2 separate regions of the Mus musculus genome follow, and region 1 is linked to region 2. Evidence: chromatin contacts called from public Hi-C data. All regions are on one chromosome and are shown on one strand. The core of a region is the stretch at or near the end of the contact, and the rest is flanking DNA. Distances in the headings are between cores, read along the strand shown. Region 1 holds the start of 1700085C21Rik (RIKEN cDNA 1700085C21 gene). Region 2 overlaps Rgs6 (regulator of G-protein signaling 6).

The links. A called contact is a pair of places that touch in the nucleus more often than the background predicts.
Region 1: a contact with region 2 is called in a Hi-C map of cortical neurons, with 1.8 times the contacts expected there. The contact joins the promoter of 1700085C21Rik here to the enhancer-like site in region 2. A contact is called at or near these places in 6 of 484 Hi-C or Micro-C datasets (8-cell embryo, the HL-1 cell line, the HPC-7 cell line and 3 more) and 2 of 115 datasets of contacts at active chromatin or transcription factors (embryonic fibroblasts and embryonic stem cells).

The regions. Positions count from the first base shown.
Region 1 is chr12:82,935,255-82,940,524 of GRCm38.p6, reverse strand. 1700085C21Rik (RIKEN cDNA 1700085C21 gene) reads left to right here and starts at 1,370. Exons shown (of 3, transcript NR_046045.1): 1 at 1,370-1,520; 2 at 2,950-3,005. All of the region lies in intron 2 of Rgs6 (regulator of G-protein signaling 6), which reads right to left.
Region 2 is chr12:82,904,139-82,908,838 of GRCm38.p6, reverse strand. All of the region lies in intron 2 of Rgs6 (regulator of G-protein signaling 6), which reads right to left. Among named protein-coding and RNA genes, the nearest start is that of 1700085C21Rik, 33 kb to the left of the region's middle. Within about 2 kb of position 2,883, at least 13 of the 459 cell types and tissues checked have an H3K27ac peak or open chromatin away from gene starts, as enhancers often do. A contact at or near this core is called in cortical neurons, where this site is marked.

The sequences.
Region 1 (5,270 bases), core at 121-2,620, 33 kb before region 2:
AGTTTTCAGCCCACTCTCCTGCCTTACTTCTGTGTCAGCACACCACGACTGTCTCCGTCTTAATAGAAACCAGTTACTTTCAGAAAATGAGTTCACTGGGGCCACATGTACGTTCTCTATCATTGACGAAGCATCTGCCTACATAGTCATTTGTGAGTCTGAGATCATCGCCACCTGTCCTATAGAGATAATATATTTGCTTTAATGTTGTAAGTCTGTGAACCCTGAGCTTGCATTTTCTGCGAGAAGAGGGATTTGTGAAGTCAGAAGACCTAGGCTGAGTCTCACCTGGGACATGACCCTGTATAGCAGAATGGCCCCAGGCAGGAAGCTCTGCCTTGGCATTTGCAAGAGAAGTGGCAACTACTCAGAACAGAACAAATGTGAAAGACAGCTGATTTTGGGCACTGAGAGATTAATAATATGTTATTCGCTTTTATTTCATTATTTATTGCATTATTTCTCTTCTCACCCCATGGTCACTTCCATGAGAGAGAGATGTCATTGTCTCTCTCTTCTTTCCTTTGTCCTTGGTGCAGGAAATAATGCCTGACACACAGCTGGTGCTCAAAATATTTGTTCAGTGAATGTGTTAGTAGACGACATTTTTACAGTTGTTCTGTGAGTTCGAATCATGGCTGCCATTTTTCATCTATACCGACTGGTCCATGTGAGCGAGACTTGAATCCCAGACATAGAACGTTTGAACCATAACCTTGAGAGACTCAGGGCAAGCAAACTATATTTATTTATGATGTCATTCCTGCCACTCCATTTCTAAAATGAGCCTTTTTCTCCAATCTCTGCTATTTTGATAACCTACTTACCTACTACTGTTATGCCTCAACTTTGAGTTCCAAATTTACCCATTGCCTCCAGCCACACATGAAAGATAAGACCCATTACTTTTTTTTTTTCGAGACAGGGTTTCTCTGTATTGCCCTGGTTGTCCTGTAACTCACTTTGCAGACCAGGCTGGCCTCGAACTCAGAAATCTACCTGCCTCTGCCTCCCAAGTGCTGGGATTAAAAGCGTGCGCCACCACGCCCAGCTTACTTTTTGGAAGAAAAATCCAGGTAAATACTCCTTGTCTTCCCCCTAGGTTCTCCTCTAGCTTCTTCAATGCCTAGGCCGGTTGTACATTGAGCTCCCTGGTGAGTGTAGGATACCAGAATGCAACCCCAAGGTCCCATTGGTGTGACTTTCAGCATCTGCTTGAAGGTTCCACCCTGCACCTGTCTCCCCATTTTACATCTACTATGGACTAAATGTCTGTGGCCCTTCAACATTCTTATGTTGGAGCTCAATGCCCAATGCGACAAACCATCATAGGCTGTAACTGTGATGTCATAGGCGGGGCCCCAAAGCAGAACAACTGGCATCTTTTAAAAAGCAGATACCAGAAGGCTTGTTCTCTTCACACACGTGCACAGAGTTGGCTGATGAGGAGGAAGAACGAGCCCTCGTCCTGCCCTGAGCCCTGCTGGACTTTGCCCGTGTACGTTTCAGCTTCCTAAAATGTGAGAAAATACAATTCTCATCTTGAAACTATCCAAGAAGGGAGCATTTTGCCATGGCATCCATAGCAAACTGCTCAACCCTCACCCTCCCCGACTTTCTAAACAACAGGCTCCAGTGTTAAACACAACCCTCACAGCTCACAGAGACTGCCCGTGGCTGCCACCATTGTGCAAGGTGACATTCCTATCACAGTGGCCTAGGCAAGACAGACCCTGTCATTTTTTTAAAAGATATTTTCTTTATTTACATTTCAAATGCTATCCCCTTTCCTAGTTTCCTCTCTGAAAGTCCCCTATATCTTCCCCGACCCTGTTCCCCAACCCACCCACTCCTGCTTCCTGGCCCTAGCATTCCCCTATACTGGGGCATATAATCTTCATAAGACCAAGGGCCTCTCCTCCTACTGATGGCTGACCAGGCCATCTTCTGCTACATATGCAGCTAGAGACACGAGCTCTGGGGTACTGGTTAGTTCATGCTGTTGTTCCTCCTGTAGGGTTGCAGACCCCTTTAGATCCTTGGGTACTTTCTCTAGCTCCTTCATTGGGGGCTCTGTGCTCCACCCAATAGATGACTATGAGCATCCACTTCTGTTTTTGCCAGGCACTTGCAGAGCCTCACAGGAGACAGCTATACCAGGCTCCTGTCAGCAAATCTTGTTGGCATATGCAATAGTGTCTGGGTTTGGTGGTTGTTTATGGGATGGATCCCTGGATGGGGCAGTCTCTGGATGGTCCTTCCTTCAGTCTCAGTTCCCAGTACGGCATTCAGACATTTGAGGTGCAAGTTTTTTACATTAAAAGCAGGCCCCCGTCAACTTTTTCATGGGGGCCCATCCTCAGAGCTACATTCTGGCATTGACTCAGCACAAGGGAAAGAAAAGCCTTATCTGCCTTAGCTGTCCTGTAAACTTCATCAGACCTGCCTGGAAGAGCCTGGATCTGCAGGGAAACCTCCCTTGCTGTGACCTCGTGAGCACCCAGAGAGGTTGCCACCCACTTCACCATCTCCCTGTTAACTGAACACCTCTGAGGTCCTAGGACCATGCCCGGTTCTTAGGCTTCAGCAGAGAGCAAAACGGACCTTCCATTCCGTTTCCCTGCCTCTGTTCAGTTTGTCTTTCGCCAGAGCAGTGGTTCTCAACCTTCCTAGTGCTGCAACCTTTTAATTCAGTTTCTCACACTGTGGAGGCCCCTAACCATAAAATATTTTTGTTGTTACTTTATAACTGTAACTTTGCTACTGCTGTGAATCATAATATAAATATCTGGTATGCAAGATCTCTGATACACAATTCCCGTGAAAGGGTTGTTCGGCCCCCAAACCACTGCACTAGAAGCAGACTGGCAAAAACCAGTAGAAACCAAATATTGAACTTGTATTTTAGGTAAGCATTTACTAATACTTTGTTTATTATTCCTCTCCCAGTAGGACTTCTGAGATACCTCAACTATCCCCAACTGGTTTAGATGTGAGAAAATAAGGTATTTTTAAAAATCACTTTTCCCCCAGAACCAATGTTTGCTCCCTGGAGGAACAGAGAGAGGCCTTATGAATCAAAGCTGGCTTCTAAGGTCACTCAGTGCGAGCACCCACCGTGCTATGGTCTAGAAGGTCCACTCAGTGCTAGCACTCCATGTAGCCCCTCCTAGGCTAGTCTCAAGCGTCTGCTGATCTGGGCCTCCATCTGGAGGTACTGAAGGAAAACTCACTTGTGCTGGTATCAGAATTAGGTTCCTTGTAGCTGTAGCACTGAAGGCCGGCACCTCACCTTGCTGCTGTGAGTCCAGGACAGGATCACACAGGCTGTCCATACACTTTAACATGCAGGCTCCTCAACCTTCAGATAACCAGGTACGCAAACTAGTTCTCAATTGCTACTAACCAGGGAACGCGCTTGGCTTTTCAAGGGCCATATGATTAGGCCAGACCCATCCAAACAACATCCCTGGCCATAAATCTATGTCATGTAACATACCTAATCACAGAAGCAAAATTAATCACATCTGTGGAACCAGAGATCATGCATAGCATGAGTGTCCTTGGGGAACCCACCCCAGAGCCCCCGTAAAACGCCAAACAATTGATTTCATTTGGAGTGATAGCTTTTCTTTTCCTTTTCTATCTTCTTTTTGGGCAAACATATTTACGTTCTCATTTACTACTAGGCCACACACCGTGGCGTTGTCACAAGGCTAAATGTCTTCATTGTTTAAGTTTTCAATTGCTGGGTCATTTAGTTCCAAGCTTTATGATGTTTTCCTTAAATGGATTAAAACAACAACAAAGAAAAACAAAAACAAAAAAAACCCCATAGAACATTAAAATTGCAAGCATATCTTCCAAAGATAACCAACATACCGGACAAGTGCATACTTTTGTTAGTTATTATATGAAAGCTAATTCCATGTTTGATGAAGTAAGTTGCTGGAGTTGATAGCGTCGGGTGGCATTTGTTGGAGCCGGGGCGGTAGAACTTTACTCTGATAGATTAGGATAAGTTTTCTGTAGTTGGCCAGCCTGTAATGTGGCTAATCCCAAGGAGGAAAGCAGGGCGAGCTGCCTCTGCTAGCTTCCCACTGTTGCCTGAACACCTGATCACAAACTTAGTGACTGAAAGCAGAGCTGTTTACTGTTTTTTGCCAGAGCTGAGAAGTCTGGAGTGGCTGGAGAAGCTGAGTCCTCTCACGTTCCTAGGAGAGACTCAATGGCTTGGCTCTTGCAGCTCTAGGCTGCATGCGATCTTTAGCTTCTAGGCCCTACCTTATTGCAACCACATCTGCCATACAACTCCTTCGCTGGCTCTGAGCACCACCCTCTCCACTGCCTATGAATGACTCTGGGTCAGCTCATAGCATAGTTTAGGATAACATGCCATCTCTTTGAATACATAGAGTAACATAAGCTCTAGATATCTGAATGGTCAGGCACATGATTCCAGGGCTTTATGCTACCTATTGCATAAGCCTTGGGAGGTCTGAAGGAAGTTATGTGTTCTTGATTGTTCTGTGGCCTGTAAGTTCACTCTCAAAGGAACTGCAGTGGTGCCCTAGGGGATAGCTTACTCACCAAGGGCAGATATTAGACTTCCTTCTAATGCATTGTCCTATGGGTTCATATAGAGAAAACAAAAGCCATGTAGAGTCATATCTAAGGGATGACACAGGAAGAAAGGAATCTTTGCTCTGATCTCCAGGGACGATCTAGGCAGAGCCAATAGTATAGCCTTTACTCACAGTTATTAGCACTGCATTGTGATCGCAAGCCCAGCTATTAAGTGCATTTCTGAGTCATTCTACACAGTAAAGAGGGAAATAGATGTCCTCTTGCAGCAGGCACAGGTCTGTGTGCTTTTGCTTCAACTTCCATGAGTGCACGGCAGGGTCAAGGACATCCTTCTACACCCGCCTTCAGTGACAGCCTTTGAAAGTTGAGCCAACCCTGTGCAACTGCCATAAATGGTTTCGGATCAGCTCAGAGGCACTGTGCCATTTCCTAGAAGTCCTGTAGGCCCACTCTTGGTGACAAAGGTTACCTTGGGAGATTACAAGAAAGGCATTAGAAGCCATTGCATGGAACTAATGCTTTCTTAAGGCAGGAATGTTTATTGGCTGCTGGTGCCCATATTTCCTCTCATCTTTTATTACTTTCCATCTTAATAGGGCCTTTGCACCATTCCACAGTGCATGGATACAGGCAGCACAGTGGCTTTCATTTCCTGTGTCTACATACTACTTGCTAGACCCGCT
Region 2 (4,700 bases), core at 1,634-4,133:
GATACCATCCCCTAAGGCATCACCTTGTCCTTTTGAATAGTTTGAATTAATGGAATTTGAAGGACAGCATGTGGAGGAAGGAGAGCCTGACCTTCTCTTAAGACAGGTCATACAACCTTCATTGGAGAGATGGTCCCCTTGTGCAGGAGAAAAAGACCACCCTTATTCCCTGAGACTCAAGGGCACAAAGAGGAAGCTGAGGCCACAGATGGCTCATGCTTCTCCCTCCATATGAAGAGCGGGCTGTAAGCTCCTTCACGTGACACAGGAAATAGCATCTCCAGGCTGCTTTTTGCTCTTGGTGACTATCTAAAATGTCAAGAGGTTGTATTGTATGTGAGTATGGTCACGTGCACACAATGGCGTACGGTGTGGAAGTCAGGACAACTTGGACAAGTCAGTTCTCTCAGTCTTTGTTTACATAGGTTCCAGGGATGGATTTAGGTCACCAGGCCTGCCATTGGTGGGCATCCTTCATGCTGAAGCACCATCTTGCTGGCTTATATTCTAACTCATAAGCAGCCTTTGGCTTTGAGTGCAAATGCAGAAGCAGAATGACTTTTCACCTCATGCATGTGCACGTCACCATCGGTCTACCCAACCTAAGACACAGACTGATGAATCGCGTAGTCCTCAGAAGGCAATGGTTCCACCTATGAGCTTATCAAAGCAGACCAGAGACATGAGAACACAGACCTATTCAAGTCACAGCAGAAAAACCAGGCACGGGTGATTACTGTACACTCGAGACCAAGCAGGCTGAACACCCTCACCTGGACTCCATAAAGAGGATACCTACTATTATGATCATGATGGCCTCCCTGATCTCTTGTCATGTGACTGTGTGTGTGTGTGTGTGTGTGTGTGTGTGTGTGCAGATTGTAAGGGTAGGGTGATAAATAGAGTTAATATTAGAATAAAAAAGTCTATATTTGCCAATGGCCAGCTGTCGAGGGAAAGCAGGAATACTTGGGCGGATTGCAGCCGATAAAATCAATGTTACCTGTGAGTTTGTTGTGATTCTGAGTGTGGAAGGACACAAGGGTGCACATATGCCTTTGGCATTTCACACTCATGACATCCCAATGTACTTTTCTCATCCATCCCATCGGTCTATTCCTCTTCATTCTCCCTGAAACCTAGAAATTAAAACTCAAGACTTAACTCCTTCTGTTACCATAGTCATAATGTCTCAGAAGCCAAACTCTGAGTGCCCCATAAGGCAAGTTTGGCCACTTGCCCTATGAAAATCAAGCAAAAGTAATGATGGAAAGGATTCCCATAATCAATATGGCTATTTTGGGGAAGATGGTCTACATGAGCTCCCTGGTTATGGGAGGGAGGGATGATAGAAACTGTGTAGACTTGGCCGTATTGTGGTCTGATGATTACTATCTCAGGATTGGTCAACTCAGGATATAGTCATTCCTGCCAGGTGAGAGGCAGTAGATTCTATTTCAGCCATAAAATATGTATTTTATGGCTGAGGTAGCTCCATGGCTAAGAGTGTTTAATGCCCTATTCAAGGACTGGGGTTTGTGTTCCAGTAACCATTTTGCATAGCTTACAAGTGCCTATCACTGCAGGTTCAACAGATCTGATGCCTTTTCTGGTCTATGTAGGCAATTGCACATTTGTACATGCATGCATGTACACACACACACACACACACACACACAGACACACACACACACACACACACACACACTAAAATAAAATCTTTTTAACAGATATTTATCCATAAAGTGTTGTTTCTGACATCCAGGGTGAGTATAGAAGAGAATGAGACAACTAAGAAACCAGATACTAAATAAGAGGAGAGAAGCCAGGTTTTCATTCTGACCCAATTGACATTTGTTAGCCCAGAGGATGTCACTGCTCATAGCAGTTGCAGCCTCTGTTCTTGTTTCCCATGCAGCCATTTCCTTATGAAGGTTCTATGTCCCATAGATGTGTGTGCAATAGATGGGTATGCCTTTTGTCTTCTTCATTTGTTTTCTGTTACAGGGACCAACAAGCCCGAGGCAGTTAGAAGGAAAAGACACTGTTCCTTGTCTTTGCTCATACCCTCTAGACTCCTGGAACGAGGCGGTAATAAAAAGCAGACAGCCGCTGAGGCTGTTTTATTAGCGTTTTAAAACTTTGTGCACAGTGTGCCTTTACTGCCTGCACCAGGGACTGGCTCACCTTGGTTTCCCAGCGATGCCTTGAAAGTGGAAGCTAGGATGGTCCTCCCAGGATGAACGTAGGCACAGGCATGAGGGAGCACTGATGCCCCTCCACCACCTTTTGTCTCCAGACAGTCTGAGACAACTAGGCTCCTGGTATGGAGGTGGGGGTGGGCCGTGATGGTGGTAGGTGGATGGTTGCCTGTGGAGCCAGTCACAGTCTCCACTAGGAAGTAAAATGGTTGACATTAAGCACTCAGGTACAGCTGATCCCTCTCACCTTAGGAGGCAGGGAAAGTGGAAAGCACCCACCCAGGAAGGCATGGGGGGGGGGAACACACCTTTGTCACCCTATGGGGTTATAAAAAGTACTGCTTGCTCCCTTGTTGGGTGCAGGGGATTAGATAGCTGAGAAGGTTAGTCTGAAAGAAAATATCTCTAAATTAAAAGAAAGAAGGAAAGAAAGACAGGGGGAAGGGAGGGAGGGAGGGAGAGAGAGAGGGAGAGAGAGAGAGAGAGAGAGAGAGAGAGAATAAAGGAAATACACTGGCAATTCTCAGTTAGGTCATATGGGCAGCCTTCCCTGTCTTGATGTCACTCAAGGAGTAGAGTCTTCAGGGGCTCTGCATGACTCCATATGCTTAGCTGTTCCTAGGGTAGACTGCCAGGGGACTTTTCTGACTTGCTAAATGCAGCTGCTTCTCTGTCTTCTCTATATAATTAGATTCGCTGAGCCAAGCCAACAAAACATTGAGGATTGAAATTCAAAGGAAGCCTCCAGGAAACCTTTGGAGAGTAACATTTCTGGCTCTGAGCTCCCAGTTTGCACTCTTCTCTCTCTCTCTCTCTCTCTCTCTCTCTCTCTCTCTCTCTCTCTCTCTCTCTCTCTCTCTCCCTCTCTCATAGACTGATAGACTGAATTGTATTTCCTTTGTAGCTTACTCATAGTGCTGAAGATTGCAAGTCACTTTGCCCTAGACTGTCCTAGAACAGCTGAATCCATGACACTGGGCAGCAGGAGGTATGAAGGTGAGCACAGGTCCTTTTCCTAGGGCAGGTTTGAGAGACTCTTCCTCTAACAAATTAGAAGGAACCAGGTGGTTTCCTGGGAACAACGCATTCACCCTTTAGGGTAAATGTGGATGAGGGGGAGAGAGTTCATCTGGCTAGAAATATCTTTTCACCCAAGTGATTTATGACGAGCAGAAGGCACAAGCCAGAAGACCGTGAACACTGCTGTGCAGACGTGCAGCAGAGAGCCAGTCCCAAGAATGGCACTGCAATAAATGGTGAGCAGTCCTTTAGAGATGTGTAACCCATTTTCTCCCACCATGCCTTTCCATTGACGCTTTCCTATTGTATCAGCCACAAAGCTACAGGAAGATGCTTGAAGCAAGGGTGGTTGTCCTGGCCAAGACTCAAGGAACTGAGATTTGCTTCAGTAATAACCATTTCCTAGGTGAATCCTGAGTGAGGCGTTCATTTGGTTTTACATCCTTTGTGCTCTTAACTATGGATCCCTAGTCATAATGCTCAGAAGTTTTAACCGTTCCCACCATGACTTCAATTTGAAATAAATGAACTTGGTGTTGAGTAACATACAATAAATTCTTTGAAAGCTGCAAGCCCTGTTCACTCAATACAGCTCTGCCCGCATTTGCCTATTTTGTCTTAAGTAATTGTCATTCCATATGAGAAAGGCCATAGTGGATCAGAGACTAGGAGCAGTGGCCAACTCCCTCATTATAGAATTCCCTCCTTCTTTTACCTATGAGGCAAATTGCCCTTCTTCCTTGTCCATGTTAAACAAAAGGAAGTGGGGGAGTACTAGATTTTTCAAAATACTTGCTGGCTGCAAAAGACCAAGGGATGAACAGTTCCCAAAGATTTCTACCAGATGATGTGTGTGAGACCTTCCACTGCTGGCATTCTACTGGTAAGGAGGACTTTGGGAACTTTTGGCTGCACTGATCAGGTTCCACAGCTTCAAATCAGTAACATACATGTGCCCTGGGTATTGCTTATACAACTCATCATACAACTTAATTATCACAAAGGATAGAGCTAGACAAATGACTCCTTACCAACATAGCTGAGTCCACAAAAATTTATCCTAAGGAGGTCTCCCAGGCAGCTGTCTATACATATGCATCCAGTTGTGGCCATATATGAATTCTTTTATTGATGAGAACATGTACCTGGACCCAAAGGATCAGCCCTGCCTCCTTTGAAATGAGCAAATACATTGATATTGCAACCAGAGTTTTAGGGAAATGCTTGGCCTCTGGCAGCACAAACAAGCTAGGCAAAGGGACCTGTCCCAGTATTCAACCTAGGAGAAGTGTAACACTGAAAGCAGAGAGAGAATTATTCAGTGTGGGCTACATCGGGAAGAGGAATAAATCTAGCATTCAGTGAGCACATCCCTAGTCTATCTTTGGGTCACAGACTTATGTAAAATAAATAAAGAATTGGGGCAAGAGTCTGGGAGCACATATGATTAGGCCATTGTGGTCAAGGTATGCTCTTAGT